Regions from separate parts of the Macaca mulatta genome. Here region 2 is linked to region 1. Evidence: chromatin contacts called from public Hi-C data. All regions are on one chromosome and are shown on one strand. Each heading gives the region's core, a stretch centred on a gene start, on an enhancer-like site or on the middle of the called end of the contact. The rest is flanking DNA. Distances are from core to core; before and after follow the strand shown.

The links. A called contact is a pair of places that touch in the nucleus more often than the background predicts.
Region 2: a contact with region 1 is called in a Hi-C map of sperm, with 4 times the contacts expected there. The contact joins two enhancer-like sites. A contact is called at or near these places in 2 of 14 Hi-C or Micro-C datasets (fibroblasts and sperm).

What each region holds. Positions count from the first base shown.
Region 1 is chr6:8,609,421-8,613,989 of T2T-MMU8v2.0, forward strand. All of the region lies in intron 3 of ADCY2 (adenylate cyclase 2), which reads left to right. Among named protein-coding and RNA genes, the nearest start is that of ADCY2, 150 kb to the left of the region's middle. Within about 2 kb of position 1,326, at least 5 of the 40 cell types and tissues checked have an H3K27ac peak or open chromatin away from gene starts, as enhancers often do.
Region 2 is chr6:8,804,489-8,809,207 of T2T-MMU8v2.0, forward strand. It overlaps ADCY2 (adenylate cyclase 2), which reads left to right. Exons shown (of 25, transcript NM_001265652.1): 15 at 533-617. Among named protein-coding and RNA genes, the nearest start is that of CFAP90, 100 kb to the right of the region's middle. Within about 2 kb of position 2,938, at least 3 of the 40 cell types and tissues checked have an H3K27ac peak or open chromatin away from gene starts, as enhancers often do.

The sequences.
Region 1 (4,569 bases), core at 76-2,575:
ATTCCTCTCTACAGTGCTTCTGAGAACCATATTGGATTTGCCAGGGTCAGTATCCACTAATGTGGTGCCTTTGGTCTCTCTCCTTTCTACAAGGAAAAGAAAAATAATTTATTAGGGAACCTGTTTCCTACTGGTGAGTGTTTGAGTGTCCCAGATACTTAAAAGCCAGGGGAAGTTTCACCTTCCTGTTAATGAAAGAGTTGGTTGTGGGAGGATCTCTGTGCCTGCGTGGCCAAGGAACAAGCACCCATTCTGCTCTCGACCCATAGAAGTTTCCAGTGAATGAACACTTTGTCCAGACCTATGCTGCCCCCGCCCCAAAGTCACAGCTTAGAAAAGGGGTTTATTTCTACAGCGTTTATTTTTAAAGTGACTACGATTTTGTGCTTGGAGAAGCTGGCCTGTCCTTCAGAAGGGCAGTTAGTTATTTCGGAAGGTGATTCTGACAGTGACGTGGCAGTCCTTCAGCACACAGTTGGTGGGTTCCACGCCAACCGATAAGCAGCCCTTTTGCTCCTTCTTTCTTTTCCACAATTGTACTTCCCAGGTAATCCCTTCCCTGTGGGCAGTTCAGCCATGGTAACTGGAGGCTGGGAGGGGGTAACTGTGTGCAGAGGGGGATCACTGCAGATCAGACATTTGAAGAAGTTTCTACTTCCTAATGATCATTTTCCAGAACTATTGACAGAAATTCACTTCTTCTGTCTTAGGAAGCCATCCCTTAAACATAAGCTTCTTCCCTGCCATCAGTAACTCCTTTCACCTATTCCGATACTGGTACCATACAGCCCTCCATTAGAGGATATGAAATGTTTTCAGAAAAGCACCCTAATAAGGTTGTGTTTTCTTGTACTGATTCCTATGGTCCTTTCTTTTACAAGACAGAACAGAAATCCAGTTCATCTAACGCTTTCTTTTAGGTCTTTATTTTCCCAGCCATGTCCGGAGTTGGCTTTGAATGAATGGTAATGCATGACTAAATACATCAATGATAATAGAGATAGTGACGGACAACAGCATTTATTCACGGCTTCCTATCTGGAGCGAGCAGTTTCCAAGGTGTTTGACATGTTCCGTTCTGTTAAATACTGGTAATGAGGTCCCTACCTCCTTTGTTCTGGTGTGAAGACCGAGCCTGGGAGAGATGAAGTGACTGGCCCAGGGCACACAGTGTGCAAGTGGCAGAGCTGGATTTGGGGGCAGGCATATAGATGCCACCTCCTGCACCCACACCCAATGATTCCCCTTTCTCCAGAGCATTCAATCAGGCTCCAAGTCCGGGTCATTCCAGAATATACCATGAGGCTCCACACTTGCTTCCTTCCCTCACTCCTTCACTTAGCTCTTGCAGAAGCAGACTGGATCATGTGTTATGCTTCAGATGCACAACCTGCTAGACTAAAATCAAAATGCCTTTGCAAGGCCGTCCGTGGGCTGTGCCTTCTCCAACTCGCCTCTCTTTCAGCTGTCTTCTCCTTCTTTCATTTACAGAATGCACCACACCTCCTCCAATGCAGCATTTCCTGGCTCCTTCTTCTTCCTTGGGGCTCAGCTTGAAATTGTCACCTCCTTAGAGAAACCTTACTTTATGGCCCAGACAAGCCCCCATGTTCCTTCTCCTGACCCCATTTGGCATTCACCATAAACAACTTTACATCATTATTTGTTCAGTGTCTTTCTTTCCATTGTTTTTTTAAAAGTTCCATGGGTATATGAGAGTGGGATCCACTCTCAGAATATGCCACTCCTGCACACTCCCAAATGGTGAATACCCAGAGCTGCTGCTACTGATGAGGAACTACACATAAATAGGACGTTCCTCAAGGGAAGGCTGGGGGTGTGACACCACCAGTGGGTAAAAGCAGGACCCACAGCAGAGACTTCTGGCTTTCTTATTTGATTCATTCTCTCATCCAATGTTACGGTGCCTGGGCTTCAATACAGACTCAGGAAATATGAATTCGTGCTCTCCGAATTCATAACCTAATGGACAAAACGGACATAGTGGGATAATTACAGTAGTCCCCTTTCTTTCCCTGCTGATGAAATTGAGCACCAGGCCTGGGTGGCATGGGTGGAGAGGCCCTCATGCAGTCCAGGAGATCCTGAAAAGCCTAATGGAGCAGTCATAGGTATGGGTTTCACATCGTGTCTTTCTTACCTGAGGACACATGCTGGCAGGTGGGCATGTCTGGGGAGACCAGAACCTGCCACCTGCCCCTGGTTCAGATGCAGAAAGGTGGGCTTTCCAGGAATTTCTTATAAGCCTCCAGAATTAAGGAGCTTCTGAGCTTGCCTGCCTCCTTGTTCCCTGTGTTATCAACGGCATGCCTGGCATACCGAGTTCCAAGCAGGTGATCTTTAGCTGTGCCTCTCTCGGAGTTGACACATTCTGTAGCGAGTAGGTGTGTCAGCAGGGGCCGACCTGCTATCTACTTTCAGTCACTGCTCCCATGCTTTAGTTTTTAACAATGCAGCTCCTCCTCCCCTCAGCCTCACCATGTCAGACTGCTTGCGGAGGGACCACGCAGTCGTCCATCCTGGAGGGACTTTCCCACAGCTCACTGCTTTCCACTGGTGAAGCCCATGGATAGCATTACACTATTTCCTGTGCTCTGAGACTCAGGAGTCTTAGTTATGGGAGTGACCCCAGCACACTGCTCCTCCTTTGTAAATTCCTCAGAAGGTAGTTTCCAGGAACCCCATATTCTCCCTCTGGGATCTGTGCGCAGTTAAGATGAAACTGCCTCTGGTTCCATTGACACCTGCCCATCTCAGGGCTGCATCTGAGCAGCCTTTGTGAAACTGTTTTCTTTTCCGTATAGGGCCGAATTAAACAAACATATCACGTCAGTTTTGTCTGGGAAGTTCAAATGTTAGCTGGTGAAGTTTGTATAGATGAACTATTTCTTTTAAAATTAATTGTTATCTTCAGTATAAAAAGAAAAAATAGCATTATCTACTTATAGCATTATCTACTTAAAGTAGTCACGAAGAGTCTACTTTGTAAATATATTTATAAATATTACTATAGTATAGATAATATGTAAATTTATGTTATAAATTGTGTGTGTATATATGTGTGTGTGCGTGTACATGTATATATAACATAATGTAAAAGCCAATAATTTAAAACTGGGTGAGAAAATAAAATGCCACATAGAAATCATTGTAAGAGTAAAGATTTGTAGCGAATTTTTTTAGAACAGCTGGCAGAACGAGCATGAACCTGCATGTCATTGTGCTGTATGTCTGTGTCTGCATGAACAACTTCTATTTCAGTTTTGCACCAGCAGCTCCTAATTATTCTGTCCCTTCAAGAATAAGCTATTGCAATCTCAGCGTTTGCCAGTACCTTTAATAGTTTTTTTCTTAATAGCAGTGGATCTGAAATCTTTTCTCAAGTTGAAGTGCTCTAATCCCTAAAATATGTTGAAAATGGAGTCGAGTCGACACAGTGTGTCCACACTTTAGGCCCTGAAGAATCTTCTTGGCAGCTTGCCTAGAACCCCAAAGCCATCTGTGATTTGCATACAAATGAACATTGTGAAATTAAAAATAAACATGCAACCATAATATTTACTTGTCTGCCTTTGTTTCGCACTCTGGGAGGAGAGATAGTAGGCTGAGTGCATTCATTTGCCCTGAAACCCTAGAGCTGAGTTGTTCTTACTGCATCTGCAGTTAGCAGCAGATAATTACAGGTGGTGTTTTTGGAGGCGAGGATAATGATACTGAAAAAACAAGTTAGAAAGACATTCATGAAGCTGGTAGTATTATATAACTGCTATAGGCTCTGTCCTGTTCACATTTTCTTCTAGTTCTTACAAGGGACCATCAGTGCCATGAAGTTGGCATATGAAGCAGGAGTGGTGAGGTGATGCTGCTGTAACAAATGACCCTGAGATCTCTGTGACTGACAGCAGAGCTGCTTTCTGTTGCTACCTTAGGTTTCTGTTGTGGATAGTGGGCTGCAGTTCTCACACCATCCTCCTTCCTCCAGATCTCTGGCGGAGGCAGCATTCCCATCTGGAGCATTGCTGGGCTCATGGCAAATGGAAGGGAGATGGTAGAATCCTGTGATGTCCCTAAAGCTTCTGCTCAGAAGGGCCTCTGGTCACTTTCACTGATCATACTTTAGCCAAACTTTATGTTAGCTGGGCAGGGAAATGTAATTCCCCGAGTAGGAAGGGGATCACAAGTCACAGGACCATGCTTGAAGAAAACGGGATGGGAAGGTATCACCCTCTCAAATTTTCTTTGCATTTTCAGACAGTTTCAAAAGCAAGTGCTCATTTGCTGCTCATCTTGGCTTCACCACCACTGGAATCTGAAGAGTTCTCTCCCTGTGATGATGATTCCTTTGGCTAAATTTTGATAGTCTTGTTTTAAGTGCCAACATTCGTTTCTCATTTTTAGGGCCTTGCAAAGTAGCCCGGATATTTTCCCTTCAAAAGTTCTCATTGTGCAGGAACATGAGATGCAGTCCCCCGACAGGACGCCAGGCGGCGTGTGAGTAGTGGGATGCAGCCCTAGCTCATACCCGGAAGTGGCTTTCTCCAGCCACTG
Region 2 (4,719 bases), core at 1,688-4,187, 200 kb after region 1:
AAGCCTTGCTACACATTTTGCTGCATCTGTGTTGAACAAAATAGGTTGAATCTGGTTGCATGAGATTGGCGGGGGCGGGGGGAGGACTCAGTGTCTCCTGGGTCAACAGGAACAAGGGTGGAACTTGAGGACTTCCAGGCTATCAAGGTGTGAGGCTGTCCTTAAGGCAGCAGCTGCCAGGATCTCACTGGCAGTGAAGAGGCCACCGAGATGGGGGATGTGGCCAAGTACCACATGAAACTGCCAGACACATGGGCAAGTCATTTAAAAAGATTCTTTATCCTCCATAAAGAACTGATGCTTATGAGGCAGTTTTATTGAGTCAGAGTAAGTTGATTGGCCATCGCTGTGTAGACCCTTTTCTATGGACATGTGTGTGGTATTTTAGCTCCATTTTTATTTCTCAAAATTTTAGTGAGGATTGCAGTCTGAATTTAATAAAGTCCTCATTAACCCAAAAGTATTACTGGTAGCTTTCCAGAATGATAGAAACGATCTCCACCCTGACTTGCTACTTTTTGTTTCCTGGTAGAACGTCCGTCCTGGGCATCTCCTTTGGGGCTGCGTTTCTCTTGCTGGCCTTCATCCTCTTCGTCTGCTTTGCTGGACAGCTTCTGGTAGGTATTCAAATGTGGCGCTTCTTTGAAAAGTATGCTCATTTCATGAAAGCTGATTTCTTACCTAAAACTTTCAGAAACAAGGAGCTTATTGCTTTACCACTTCAAGAACTCCAGATCCCAGTTAAGGAAACATGCACCCTTCAGGTCTATAAGCAAGAATACAGACTGGAACAGCTCACGCACAACCAAGACACAAATACAAAGATGATTTGAAACGTTCGATGTCACATCAGAAGATTGCATTCTTGCTATTTGGTTCTGTCAATATATTTTTATCATTTCCTCTAACTTTTCAGAGTATTTATAGCAGCAAATGCAAGTATAATACGAGACTTTCAGTGTACAGGAGAATTAAAACTAACACAGGAACAGAAAACCAAACACTGCCTGTCCTCACTCATAAGTGGGAGTTGAACACATGGACACAGGGAGGGGAACATCACACACCGGGGCCTGTTGGGGGGGTAGGGGAAAAGGGGAGGGATAGTAGCATTAGGACAAATACTTAATGCATGTGGGGCCTAAAACCTAGATGATGGGTTCATAGGTGCAGCAAACCACCATGGCACACACATACCTATGTAACAAACCTGCACGTTCAGGACATGTATCCCAGAACTTAAAGTAAAATTTAAAAAAAAAAAAAAAGTAAACCTAATACATTGCTACAGTCACTTTCAAGCTATACAATGTTGGAGTAGTTGAAGAAAGCATATATTAAAATATCTTTTATTAGTGTTTAAGCTAATCAGGTTTAAACGCTGGTTCTGGATATACAGATTACATCTAAAATTGGAAGTCTAAAGCAAGTGTTGCTAGCTGGCCATCGGTCTATGAGAACATCCTAAGGAAGCAAACAATGGGATAGAAGGCCCTGAAGAGAAGCCACTATTTTGTTTTGTTCAGTGGAGATGAGCTGGGACAGAGAGGCCACTCTGAGCTTCTCAACAGAGGTCATGGGCATTCTCAAGAGAAGCTTCAGAGATTTTTTTTTTAAATAAAAAATTTAACATGATAATTAATAACCTATTATAAAAAATAAATAGAAATGTTCTTTAAAATATTTTTCAATGTATGTATTTTATGTGAGTTCTGCAGTTATAGACTATAGTCTAGATATTTTCACATTGTCAAAAATCATGATTTCTTCTGCCAGTTAGACTGTGACAAACCCATTTAGATGACACCTCCAAGGAAGCCTCCTGAGGTTTGTGGTCTGTCTGTTACCTCTCAGGACTATTGTGGCTTCTATGAAAGAATTTTTTCTTATTCTGCATGGGTTTACAGTTTGCATCTGTGGCTTTATTGCAATGTTATTTTGCTTTTCATAAAACACACTACTACTGCTAGCAACAATATCAGGACAGCGCGATAGTGGCCTCTTAGAATCCTCGTCCCCCCTTCAAAAGCTCTGAAAAGTGGCAGTCCTGACCCCCAAACTGTCCCTTGTATTCCAGTCCGACGTGCTGAAAGCGTTTGGCCAAGGCTGGTTAAGACTCCAAACCTTGTCTCGGCCTTTGTGCAGTCGACAGTAAGCACTTTGCCCTCTGTGCCTTATACCGTTGCAAACTTGTGTGGATTTTGTTTACTGTATAATAGTTTAGATGTTTCTAATTGTATTGAAAGCCCTTCCAAAATGGGACTGTGGTTTCTGCTTTACCCAAATGCACACATAGCATCTCGGTTCTGAAGCCCCCTGAAGACACTGTGGGTTGTATAGAGGAGGGAGGACCCTTGGTTAATTTGAATCCGCTCTGAAAGGCCCTGATGGGACTCTTTGGCAAAGTTTGAAAATGCTTACTGTAGAAAGAAGCCTGGTTTTCTATGTTCCCAGAATCATCCCTCGGGTGGAAAGGCACACAGGCTCCCCTGCTCTTTTCCTTACCCCCATAAATCTCCTGAAGTCCATTTCTCAGGTTTTCAAAATAAGAACCATCATTGGTGGTTCCATTGGAAATCCCAACCTAGTTCTATTTAAGTCAGTTCACATCATTGTGCCTAACTAGCCATATTTATCATTTTCATCCCAGGGAATCTGGTCTTGGATATGGGGGCATACGGTATATTTAGGGTATCAAGCTGACTTTTTTTCTTTCTACTGTCTAAGTTGTTATATTAAAGAAACATAGAGCTGGGGGCAGAAAAAAATATCTCAGGAACAACCGTGCTGAGTCTGTGGGAAAGCATTGCTCCCCTGTGATGCCTACCTTTCAGCCTTGCTGGAATCCCACGCCCTGCTGCTCCTGCCATAGCTCTTGTTCCCTCCTGTGGCCAGCCTGAGGCCCCGGTAAGCCGTCAAGGTGACATCCATAGCTCCTCCTGCCCTCCCATCCCTGGAGCTTCCCAGGACCCTGGCCTCCACAGGCCACATGCTAGGAAGTCCCTTTTGACTCCATGGTACCACAAAAGGAAGATTTCAAGGCTGCAAATAAATTGGTGCCTACCTCCTCCTCACAAGAAGCCTGTATGGTGTCAAAGTGCCCAGGAAGCCTAAACGTGATGACACTTCGTCTTCCTAAACTTGATTCCATAAGATCTGTGAATGAGGCTCCCTCTAGTGGCCAGCTGCAATTCCTCCTCCTTGGATGTAATCCATGAAAAAATCAAGAAGGAATTCTTTTCACTTCATTAATAGGTACTTTTTTACTGTTTAAACCATTCTGTAAGGATTTTTTAAATTTGCAACATCAAACATATTGGTGTACAGACAATTTAAGAAGGCTTAAGTGTACTTAAGAGTACTCCGCACTCTGCCATCCAAATTCAGTCAAAAACTGCTCATCACAAATATTCCACGGTGGTCATGGAGAAACATTGTCGCATCCTAATTGCTCATTCCCTGGCTTCTTAATAGCTTCCCAGTTGAGTAAGGTTTTATAATGATTTGCATTTATTATGTATTAAATACTTAGTTTATTAAAGAGTATTTAATACCCGAAACTTACCTTCAATTAACATATGGTGATTTTTTGAAAACTTCGATGCCAAAGGCAGTATTTGTGCTCTAATACCAGCTTTCAGTTCTCCGTATGAAGAATTAACATAAAATGTAATACTTCATAAAGGAAGCTGAGGAGAGGTCGGCCTGGCTAATGTTTTCTCCCAAGAGTTTTGCCTCTGTCATTCTCTGTTGCATAAAAAGCATAACGCCAATAAATCAAATCGATTGCTTGTTTTACAACTGGCCTTGATAAAAAGGTAGAAAGATATCAAAATAGGAAAAAAAAATAAGGGTGATAATGAATTGCAGATTTGTTCCTGTTGATAGAAAAATCATACAGATATTTGTTCAGTGACATGTTCTCAAACACATGGCAGGCATTTCTTTTCTGTGATCATTATTTCTGTGAGAAGCCCAGCCCTTGCCTCCATCGGCCCCTTCACTCCCACCCGAGGCATGCCCCATGCTGGCTCCCTGCTACCCCCACATTGCCCAGGTCTCAGTTCTTGTGCACGTGGGTGGGCTTAGCCACCGGGCACCTTCCAAGAAACCTGGAAACTGCACCAACTCCTGCACCAAGCCCTTCTTTTTACACCATGGGACTGACAATCTGTATCATTTAGCTTAGCCTCCAACACATAAGATCTCACTGAGACCTCTAAGTTGTTTCTGTTTCCCCTTGAATATATAGAGTTCCTTGTACTGTAGCGTTTTTATGGGGTCCTTTCCTACTTTCTCCTCTCATCCGGCTCTGGTTAGCACTCCCTCATCTCATGGAGGCCAAACTTTCTCAGGCCGAGTTAGGTGTCCCCTACAGAACCTTCTCCAGATGTCCCAGCATGGGGCCAGGCTCTTATGTGTAAATGATCATGTGGACGTGAGGAGGAATGTGAGTCAGTGGCCTTCATCACGCTGCATCCAAATGCCTTGTTCACATACACCGTGATTCCTTGACTCTGACATGCCTCCAGCTGTCTCCTCAGTTGGAAATCATCGTCTAACCTTCATAACCCAACTTTGAAGAGCCCATCTTTTCCCCACCAACTCCCCTCGTGCTGACTGGCTGGGATTCCCATTTTGCATTATTACTTTCATTCTTGTGGATGGAAAGATCTTCAGTGAGTTCACTGCAGCCCTGTTTTGTTCATTGTACTACTC